3 separate regions of the Mus musculus genome follow, and regions 2 and 3 are each linked to region 1. The links are chromatin contacts, called in public HiCAR-type and promoter capture Hi-C maps. All regions are on one chromosome and are shown on one strand. Each heading gives the region's core, a stretch centred on a gene start, on an enhancer-like site or on the middle of the called end of the contact. The rest is flanking DNA. Distances are from core to core; before and after follow the strand shown. Region 1 holds the start of Lysmd2 (LysM, putative peptidoglycan-binding, domain containing 2). Region 2 overlaps 5730403I07Rik (RIKEN cDNA 5730403I07 gene). Region 3 overlaps Lrrc1 (leucine rich repeat containing 1).

The links. Promoter capture Hi-C pulls out the DNA fragments that hold promoters and counts their contacts. HiCAR-type assays count read pairs that join an accessible place to other places.
Region 2: a promoter capture Hi-C map of cranial neural crest shows a contact between it and region 1. The contact joins the enhancer-like site here to the promoter of Lysmd2 in region 1. A contact is called at or near these places in 7 of 39 promoter capture datasets (the 3T3-L1 cell line, cranial neural crest, hippocampal neurons and 3 more), 2 of 115 datasets of contacts at active chromatin or transcription factors (embryonic forebrain and embryonic limb bud) and 1 of 9 other capture datasets (embryonic stem cells).
Region 3: a HiCAR-type map of astrocytes shows a contact between it and region 1, with 5 times the contacts expected there. The contact joins the enhancer-like site here to the promoter of Lysmd2 in region 1. A contact is called at or near these places in 4 of 39 promoter capture datasets (cranial neural crest, hippocampal neurons and liver), 1 of 115 datasets of contacts at active chromatin or transcription factors (astrocytes) and 1 of 9 other capture datasets (embryonic stem cells).

The regions. Positions count from the first base shown.
Region 1 is chr9:75,624,004-75,627,273 of GRCm38.p6, reverse strand. Lysmd2 (LysM, putative peptidoglycan-binding, domain containing 2) reads right to left here and starts at 1,542. Exons shown (of 3, transcript NM_027309.2): 1 at 1,237-1,542. The coding sequence starts at 1,509.
Region 2 is chr9:77,375,918-77,379,361 of GRCm38.p6, reverse strand. All of the region lies in intron 3 of 5730403I07Rik (RIKEN cDNA 5730403I07 gene), which reads left to right. Among named protein-coding and RNA genes, the nearest start is that of 5730403I07Rik, 22 kb to the left of the region's middle. Within about 2 kb of position 1,316, at least 5 of the 459 cell types and tissues checked have an H3K27ac peak or open chromatin away from gene starts, as enhancers often do.
Region 3 is chr9:77,495,000-77,498,095 of GRCm38.p6, reverse strand. All of the region lies in intron 2 of Lrrc1 (leucine rich repeat containing 1), which reads left to right. Among named protein-coding and RNA genes, the nearest start is that of Lrrc1, 48 kb to the left of the region's middle. Within about 2 kb of position 1,370, at least 90 of the 459 cell types and tissues checked have an H3K27ac peak or open chromatin away from gene starts, as enhancers often do. A contact at or near this core is called in astrocytes, where this site is marked.

The sequences.
Region 1 (3,270 bases), core at 293-2,792:
GCCAAATTAAGTAAGAAAAACGCGGAAACAAACAGAAGCAGGAGAGGTGGCTCCGTAGTTAAAAGCACAGGATGCTCTTTCAGAGAACCAGGGTTCAATTCCCAGCACATGCATGATGAGTTACAAAACCTCTGTAACTTCATTACCAGGGTAACTGACACCCTCTTCTGGTCTTTCTGGGCACCAGGCACACAGAAGGTGCACATACATTAATTCAGGCAAAACACTCATACACTTAGATTTTTTTTTTCAGTTCTGTTTTTCCTAGGCTCTGACCCAAACCAGCCCTCAGTGAATGCTTGAAGGCAGGCTGTAAGAACATTTAGAACTGTGGAGAAGGGTCTCAAAATGGTTTGATCAAGCTCTCAAAACGCTTAAATGATAGATAGAAAGACTTGCTGGTAAACAAACACCTGGTTAAATATGCAAAATAGGTTACTCTGAAGATACAGGCGAGATCATTTTAATTCTGACTGCTGCCCCGACGCTTTCAGGAAAGATCATTGAAAACGGATACTGAGTTCCAATGTAAAAAGGCCATCACACAGCTCACAGTTAATTATAAGTAATTTTAATGAAACAATTTGTTCCCTCGGGTTTCCGTGATCTTCCCCAAGGTGTAATGAAATATACCCAAGACGCACACCCTTATAAATTCGTAAAACACGGCCCTCCAGCTCACCTAGACCACAGTTCCAGGCTGCTGTTTAGACAGGTGTCACGTTCAGGGTCGCCAGTGAGCACAGGGGTGTAATTTCACTTCTAAATAAAGAAGCAGAATCGATAGAACCAGAACCATCCACGGGAAGAACTGTACATCCTGACTCATCACAGCTTGTTTACACAGCGCAGAATTCGTATCGGTGTGGCTTTGAGTAAATAGGTAGTGAGCTCCGGGGAGGAAAACGGGGAAAGGTGGCTGTGGGTAGTGCCCAAAACGCGGGCCTCCTTGTTTCTCGCGCGACAGATACGAGCTGAGACTGGCAGGGCACTGGGAAGGCCATGCACTAGCTGGTCGGGGGAGCTCTGGCGGCCGCCCCTCTCCGCAGCAGCAGCAGCAGCAGCAGCAGCAGCAGCAGCAGCAGCAGCTTAGGCGCCCACTGCAGTTGCAGCAGTGCGCGCTGGGATGCGGCGCGGGGACGCGGGGACGCACGGCCTGTTCCCCACCCTCCGCTCCCACCCCCGACCCCGCCCGAGGGCCGCAGGTCCGGGGCCGCGGCGGCGCGCCCTGCTCACCGTGACTCCGTACTTGAGCGCGATGCCCTGAAGCGTGTCCCCGGCGCGGACCCGGTGCTCCACATGGCGCTCGATGACGCCGGCGCCCAGAGGCGCCCGCACGCTGGCCGTGCTGCCGTACGAGCGGGTCTTGGTGCGGGCCAGGCTCAGCGACAGCTCGGCCTCCTCGGGCTCCGAGGTGGAGCGAGAGCGCGGCGGAGGGGAGGGCGCCGAGGGCCGGTGCGCACGGGGGCCGCCTTCCCGCAGGGCCGGCGCAGGCGAGAGATCCGCCATGGGTCCTGCCAAGGCCGCCCGGGCGCCGAGCTCGCCAAGGGGGCGGCGCCTCCTCCTCCGCCTCTTCCTCCTCACTGGGGCTGCGGCTGGCCGTGCCGCGGGGGCGGCAGGCGCGAGGCCGAGGCGGGGAGCTGCGGGACCTGCATGGCGCGCGCCGCCCTCCGCGGCCGGCTTCTCCACGGCCCCAGAGGTCCGTGTGCTGGTGGGGTTAAGGGAGCTGAGCCCGGACTGCAGTGTGCGGGTCCTGTCGGAGAAGGCCCTGCGGAAGCGGGAGCTCGCCGAGGCCCGTGAGCCGACAGAGGCCCACGGAGGAGTCCTGGGACCCATGTGGACCCCAAAACCGTGCAGACAAGAAAGAGTCCGCCCAAAGCCTGCCCTGGCCACAGTACACCCCCACCAAGCTTTGCTTGCCTTTCCGGATTCCTCATTGGGCAGCCTGCTTGCTCAGTGGTACCCCCTTAATGACATCAAAATCTCGGTGGCAGGAAACCTTAAGATCACTGAACATAGATACAGGTCCCTGTCCACCTGGGTGGTACAGGTCTTCTGACATCCTCCCAACACACACGCACAACTCACGCGCACACCCTTGACAAGGTACTGACCTCAGTCACACACTAAGCCAGTGCTCTTATCACCGACCTATGTATACTAAGTCTTTCTGTTTGGTACTCAGGCCTGCTGGGTAGTCTGCTGGGAGCTGACTACCCTCCAATTGTTGGTAGTCCATTCCTCTTTGAAGACCAGTGCCAGTTTCAGGCCTAGGCTTGTGCAGAGTTAACTGGAGTCTTCTGCCCTAACTCTTGAGAGATGCCACCCCCACCCGTTCATCCATCCTTCCCTCATCCCCACCCCAATCCCCTTACACACACACACACACACACACACACACACACACACACACACACACCCGACTCTAGGTAGAAGAGAAGAGTTCTCTTGTTTCATTGGTTTTCTGAAGTTTGGTATGTTGCTGTGCCCACAAAGACAAAAGAAACCGTTTAGGACACACTGGAGGAAGAAGAGCGGCAGCAGTAGTCCCCAGTATCACCCACCCCTTAAAGATTCTTCAGTTTTTCCCTGAATATAAACCCACATTGGCACCCAAGTCAGTTGTTTTTACTTTTCACATATATACCGCATCCTGACCAGAAAACTTAACCTCCTTCCTTACTCCCATCTTCATGTTTCGCCTGTGTTGTTCCCTCCATCAGCAACAGTATTCTCCCAAAACCCTGTCTACTGCTCATTTGTCCACTTTTAGGTTTTTTTTTTTTTTTTATCTATGTGTGTGTGTTCTGTATGCGTTTTGGGTGATCGCGGAGGCCAGAAAAGGCTGACAGATCCGCTGGAGCTGGGATTGCAGGTGGTTGTGAGCTGCCCGATGTAATCGCTAAAAAACCAAATCCATGTCTTCTAAATGAACAAGACACTCTCTTAAGTGCTGAGCTATCTCTCCAGCTCTATTTTGAAGAAAAGGTTCCCTGTAGCCTGGATCTCTTGGTTCCTGCCGCCGCTACTGTTACTAGGATTACAGACTGTACCATCACAAGTGGTTGGTGCTGTGCTGTGGGCTGAACCTCAGCAAGCTCTCTACCAGATGAGCTACACCTCTGGCCCCTGCATTTTAGTGTTCTTTTTCTGAAACACGGTCTGACCTGTATAGGCCAGGATGGCCTTAAACTCAAAATCCTCCTGCCTGAGCCTCCAGAGTGCTGGGATTGCCTGCGTTTCACTACATCCAATTTGTTTTGTGTTTGT
Region 2 (3,444 bases), core at 67-2,566, 1.8 Mb before region 1:
CCATCCATTAGCTGACTGTGAGCATCCACTTCTGTGTTTGCTAGGCCCCGGCATAGTCTCACAAGAGACAGCTACATCTGGGTCCTTTCGATAAAATCTTGCTAGTATATGCAATGGTGTCAGCGTTTGGATGCTGATTATGGGGTGGATCCCTGGATATGGCAGTCTCTACATGGTCCATCCTTTCATCTCAGCTCCAAACTTTGTTTCTGTAACTCCTTCCATGGGTGTTTTGTTCCCACTTCTAAGGAGGGGCATAGTGTCCACACTTCAGTCTTCATTTTTCTTGAGTTTCATGTGTTTAGGAAATTGTATCTTATATCGTGGGTATCCTAGGTTTTGGGCTAGTATCCACTTATCAGTGAGTACATATTGTGTGAGTTCCTTTGTGATTGTGTTACCTCACTCAGGATGATGCTCTCCAGGTCCATCCATTTGGCTAGGAATTTCATAAATTCATTCTTTTTAATAGCTGAGTAGTACTCCATTGTGTAGATGTACCACATTTTCTGTATCCATTCCTCTGTTGAGGGGCATCTGGGTTCTTTCCAGTTTCTGGCTATTATAAATAAGGCTGCTATGAACATAGTGGAGCATGTGTCCTTCTTACCAGTTGGGGCTTCTTCTGGATATATGCCCAGGAGAGGTATTGCTGGATCCTCCGGTAGTACTATGTCCAATTTTCTGAGGAACCGCCAGACTGATTTCCAGAGTGGTTGTACAAGCCTGCAATCCCACCAACAATGGAGGAGTGTTCCTCTTTCTCCACATCCTCGCCAGCATCTGCTGTCACCTGAATTTTTGATCTTAGCCATTCTCACTGGTGTGAGGTGGAATCTCAGGGTTGTTTTGATTTGCATTTCCCTGATGATTAAGGATCAAAACTGACTTCTTGTATGTTTTAAGCAAACTGTTTTGTGGCTTACAGAGAAGCATCATCTCAGCCTGGTACAACTTCACAACCCGTGGTTCATACTGATTTTTCCCTTGTTAAAAACACTGACTGGGATATTGTCTGGGCATCTGAGCATCATTAAATAGGTGATTCGGATTTTAACTTTTTCTTGAAGGTGATTGATTCATGGCTGTGAATACAGGGCTAGAAGTGTCCCTTTGATATGAGCCTCATATCCCAGGTCCTGGAATTTTTAAGTTAATAACACATGTAGGGAAGAGATTTGTTTAATGATGCACAGCTGTAAAGGGCAAGATCAGAATTAGGGCCAACACATCCAGTTCTTCATGAAGCCTGAGCACTGGGCTGGAGCACTGAGTTAGAGCACAGAGCGACCAGTGACTTCCTTGACCTTGGCAATTGTCTGGAACCAGTAATCCGTCCTGAGAATTGACATGCTCAGAGAGAGGGGCAAAAACAAACACTGGTCTCTGGCAGGCTGACAGAATCCACACATGCTCGACAAATGATTATCTTCGGTGTGAGTCCCTTGGCAATGAAGGACAGCTCTAGCCCGTAGCTGGGTGATAAAGATGATCATGCTAGAGAAGGAAAGAAACTCCCAGGGGAAGCTTGGCTCAGGAGGGTGTCTCGTGCTTCTTCGCCATTGCGGTTGCTTTTGCCGTGGGCAGCCACAATAAGAAAGGGGGCATGCGAAGTGTGCTGTTCACATAACAACTAGAGAGCCCATGCTGGCTGGAGCTTAGAGTCCAACTACCTGGCGAGCCAGAAATCACCCTGGTTTCTGGAGTTCAGCCTGGTAAGTTTGCTCCGCTGCCACCCCACCAGCTGCCTTTTATCATAGGGATCCCTACCTAGGGAGGGCTGAAGTTTGAGGCCAAGGACCAGAAGCTAATGGTGGCTTTCCAGATGGAAACCTTGGCTGATAAAACTAGATTTAATAAACATGGGAACAAGCCCACGGCAAGACTCCTGGAGCTCACTTCCTTGTGTTTTTAAACGTGGTGGTTTGGGACTGCTGAGTGACTTTGCCAGGGAATGGTACTGCTTTGGATGGAAGTGGCTGGGTTGTGTGCCCCGTGGAGTCGGTTCCACAGCAATGCAGAAATCGTGGTGTCTGGTCCTTTCTGGCCAGCAGGGGGAGTGTGCCCCACATCCGGATGGTCGGTGTTACTTCCTGTGCCTCCCCCCACTCCAGCGGGAGCCGTCAAGCCCAGAGTGGCCTGCCTGAGGTGACTCGACTTTCCCCTTGGCTTAATCCATCCCTGGCCCAGTCCTGCCCAGATAATCGATCCTACATCTGCTTCAGCATCTGCAATAAGTAACTTGTCTCATTTGTTTGGAGAACATTCAGTGGGGAAAAAAGTAACCGGACCCATAAAGTAAGCCTATAATGTCCCCCGGGGGTATTTCCCCTTTATGAGAGAGACAAGCTTTGTTTTCTCAATGTCTCAGAAGGGAGAAGTTGTCTAGTGTTAATATGAGGGTTACTTACAGTAGACTGACTCTCAACATGCTCACTCAACTACATTTTACAAGGGGGAGAAAAGGCTACTCAACTTTCTAGTAGGATCCAAGCACCCCCGGTATCACGTAGGTATTGTCGGCGTAAAGCCCATGTGTCTCTCCTCACCCACCCCTGCCCCTGCTGAGAAATCCTGCAGGACTCTAGGAGGAGCTTGATGAAGTGAGAGAGGGGAGGAAGGAGACATGGCTTCAGCCTGTTGCCCTGGCAACTTTGGTTCTCCCTCTTCCTGAGTCAGCTCTTGACCTTTTAATTTTCTGAGTAAGTTGGTCGGAGACTGTTTAGGATCTATGGGTTGGATGGGAAGAGGGGAACCGTCTGCAGGAATCAATGTTTATTTACCTGTTTGTGAGGCGGGGTCTCATGTGTCCTAGGCTGGCCTTGAACTCTCTGGATAGCTCTGGATGACCTTGATCTCTGATCCTCCTGCCTCTATCTGCCAACTGCTACAGTTACAGGCAGGCATACACCCCTGAAGACTGGCGGAATAAACCATCTTGCCTTGAAGGTGCTATAGAAACACCAAGAGGAGTTAACAGCCAACCAGTTTGTGGCTTTGGTATTTTGACTTTTGAGCAGTTGAGGATGGACATAAGCTACACAGAACCTACAAAGCGATGGACATGCATGAGCAGGCACGTTACGTGAAGTGTGAAGCATGTGTAGCTTAGCAGAGGGAGCAACTCAGTCCAAGTCAGATTTAGAACTGGCTTTAATATGGTGTTGTGTCAAGATCTCCTGGGTACCACAGGGACTGGATTTGGGGTGTATGTTAGGGCAATGATAGCATCTTGTCCTTATGAGTATTTCTTATTAGAACCACCCAAAAGAAAGAGTTGTATTAAAAAGCTTGTGACATGACTTAGTCTTCAGTATTGCAGGACAATGAAAAGCCACATCTGTGGCTCTCGCTTGGAAATCTTATTATTAAGAGCGAAGACTTAAAAAAAGCGCATGAGAACACCTCCAAGAAATGTTAACTTCATTTGTGGGATTTACCAGT
Region 3 (3,096 bases), core at 121-2,620, 1.9 Mb before region 1:
CCCTCCCCCCCACCCACTGCCTCTGTTCTAGCTGCTGTGTCCTTCCCTCTCCACTAGCCTGCTCTCTTGGAACCACCTTGTGGTATTCCACCCCCCCCCCCCCAACCGGCAGCTTTCTTTTATGGCCCATGTCTGTGTACTTTTTCTGCTTCTGTCCCTGATGTGGTACCCATTTACCAGTGACTCCTTGTTAAGGGCACTCTTCAAGCTTTCTGTTTTGTACCAACCATCAGAAATAAGCTACAAGATGGCTGTCCTGGGAGATGAGAGCAAGTCACATGAAGTGACTCTTCCCTCCCTGAGGGTTTCTGGTCCTGAGCAGACTTTTTCTACACTGGAGTTGAGAGGGGGACCTGGCCTGGCTGGAAGTGCATCTAGAAAGTGACTGTATGATAGAAATGACTTCTCAGCTTAGCAGTAACCTGAGTTACTTACAAAAAAAAAAAAATTACAAAGCTGCCTGTTTACAAAGAAGCAGCAACCAACTTGAAAGAAACTGAAATCACAAAGTAGAAATTGAAATTGGAATTACAAAGGAGGAATTAATAGGGGCCAGGAAATACATGAAGAAGGAGAAGCAAGGATAGTTCTGTGTTCCCTGTGATGGGAAGCCCTGGGAGGTCGATAGTGGCTGTTTGCCTCCTGGCCCCACAGTTCTCAGGGCAGCACTCTGAGAACAGTAGCTAGGAGGGAGAGCTACATGCCTCTTCCATGCGCTCATTTTTAACCTCCAGCATATTGACAAATGAAGCTAAGCATGCCTGAAGTCTGTGACAGGGCATAGCGTTTCCTGCCCCCCAGGGCACTCACTCTGAACCTCTGAGATTTCCAAATCAAGCCATGCCTTCTTCGAGCGGTGGGGCCTTATGAAGGACCCAGCATTTTTTTTCAAGTTCCCCCGAGGCTGTTTGAGAAATGCTGAGGGCCCTAACCTGTCCTAGAAGAGCCTTGCCTTCATTATCTGGCTGGCTAGGGAATGTGGTAGTTTGGGGTAGGGGATGCAGGTTCATGGGATAGGGGCAGGAACCGCCCTACAAGTAGGAAGAATGCAGCGTGGAGCATGGGTGAGTTCAGGGAAAAGCCCTGCCAGAGTGTCAGAGCAGAACAAGGTCACTGCTGTATAACTAACAGCACAGGGTCTCAGGTCGCTCCCCGAAGGGCAGGCCTCAGTGTGCTTCCTCTCCCGTTTCCTTTTACTTACCGTTATTTTTCTGGCAGATAAAACGGCATCAATATAAATTTCCAAGGCAACCGAGCAGATAAATAAAGCCCACGATGCCTGCAGCCCGTTAGAGGCGGTGTGAGAACCTACTCTGTACTCTTTGGGACACTGAGGGTCTGGGGCCGTTGTCTGAGGCCTGTCAAGTCTCTGCTTTTCTGCTGCACTAATTGGAGCTGCCTGCTGCAGACAGAAGCTGATTGTCTTCAGTCCCCTGCCCACCAGGGCTGGCTGCTTTGATAGGGCTTTCAATGGAATGACAGTTCCTGTGTTTCTAAAAAGCAGTGCTTTGACCATGACGGAAGAAGGCAAGGTGTTGGTGCCAGACCACACAGCCATTGGATTACTGCGTGTTGAACTTGACCGTGCAGTGTCAAGCTGACAGTTTTGTTAAATTGAAGATTCTGAAGTAGTGAGTCTGAAGTGGCCTTGAGACTTGTGCCTTGGTTCCCAGGGGCTGCTGACCCTCTCAGCGGCTTCTAACCCTCCCAGTCTACCAAACAGACAGTAGCAATTTTTTTTAGAAGTCAGACTTGTACTCAGACTTGGTACAGACTTCGATCAGAAACCTTACATGATCGTGAGCCTAACTTCTCTCTGCCTCAGACAACCCTGCACCTCTGCTTGTAAGATGGGTGGCCATCAAGATATTCCTGGCCCAGGACAATATGCTACAGCTGATTTAAGCTCACGTTCACTCGGATTCTCTTTCCTTGCTTAAATGAAAGATAAAAGAGAAGGTTTGTGTTTCTCTCTAAGAAAGTCTGTAACTTAGATTTTTTTCCCCAAAGGATTATGAGGTGAGGGCGATGCTTAGGGCAGTGCTAGGCCGTGAAGCTCTCCCCACCCCCCTTTTTTTGGTGTGGATATGAAGTAGTGGCTACTCCCAGAATTACTGGCTGAGGACCTTGGGCCAGAGTCCTGGCTCTGTCATGGGTGCCAGAACTGCTTTGGATTGGCTCTTGGCTCTGCTGGCCTGTGAAGGGATGGAATGAGGTCCTACTTCTTGTCTGAAACAAGTGAGCACCAAGTTTCATGCCAAATAGGAAGGGACCGGAATATACCATCAGAAAAAGATACTTCGTGTTTTCCTTGACTATAGATTAAAGGATGGCTGGGATATAGCATATGGAGTTGATATCTGGGTATGGTGTTAAAAGCTTATATAAAACGGTATAGACTTAATATAGACAGGCCAAGTGTAAGGCATTTTCTGTAGTTCAATGCCTGTAGCTTGCTGCTGGAACTTTATGTCTGTTTCCTGTGTCCACCTGTTCTCAGCTGTCCTGGGGAAATGGCCTCTGGTCATAGAATTGACCTATCATATTATCTGATCTCCAAGGATCTGGGGCAGACTTCAGCCCCGGTGTTAGTAGATTGACTTTTGTAGTTGACACTAATTTGACTTCAGCCATGGCGTGTCATTCTCCTCTTAATTTAGTTTTCCCCATAGTATGAGGCCTGACCGCTGTCACTGCTAAAGATCGTTATTGATGAAGCGAAAGCCTGTAACATTTGCTATTGATTCATGTTGAGAATACTATCCATTTTCCAGTTTTATTCCATGAGTTGCTATGTATAAGGCCTTATAATACTATATTTATTCATTTCTGAATATTCTATTATTCATTTCTGGTGGTGAGAGTGGCTTTGTTTTTGTAATTTAAAACACTATGCTCTTTTGGGAAATAACTATTGAGATTAAAAGGGGCAATTTAAAAGAATAACGAAGAACACAGGAAGTGTTAGAGTTGAAGGTGCAGTGAGGATGGCCAGGTGGAAGGGATGCTGGGTAGTTTTGCATACTGAGCCAGAGAAGGCTCAGGCTTACTCTCTCATAAGGAAAAATCCCAGCTTGTGACTAGCTAGTTAGCAAA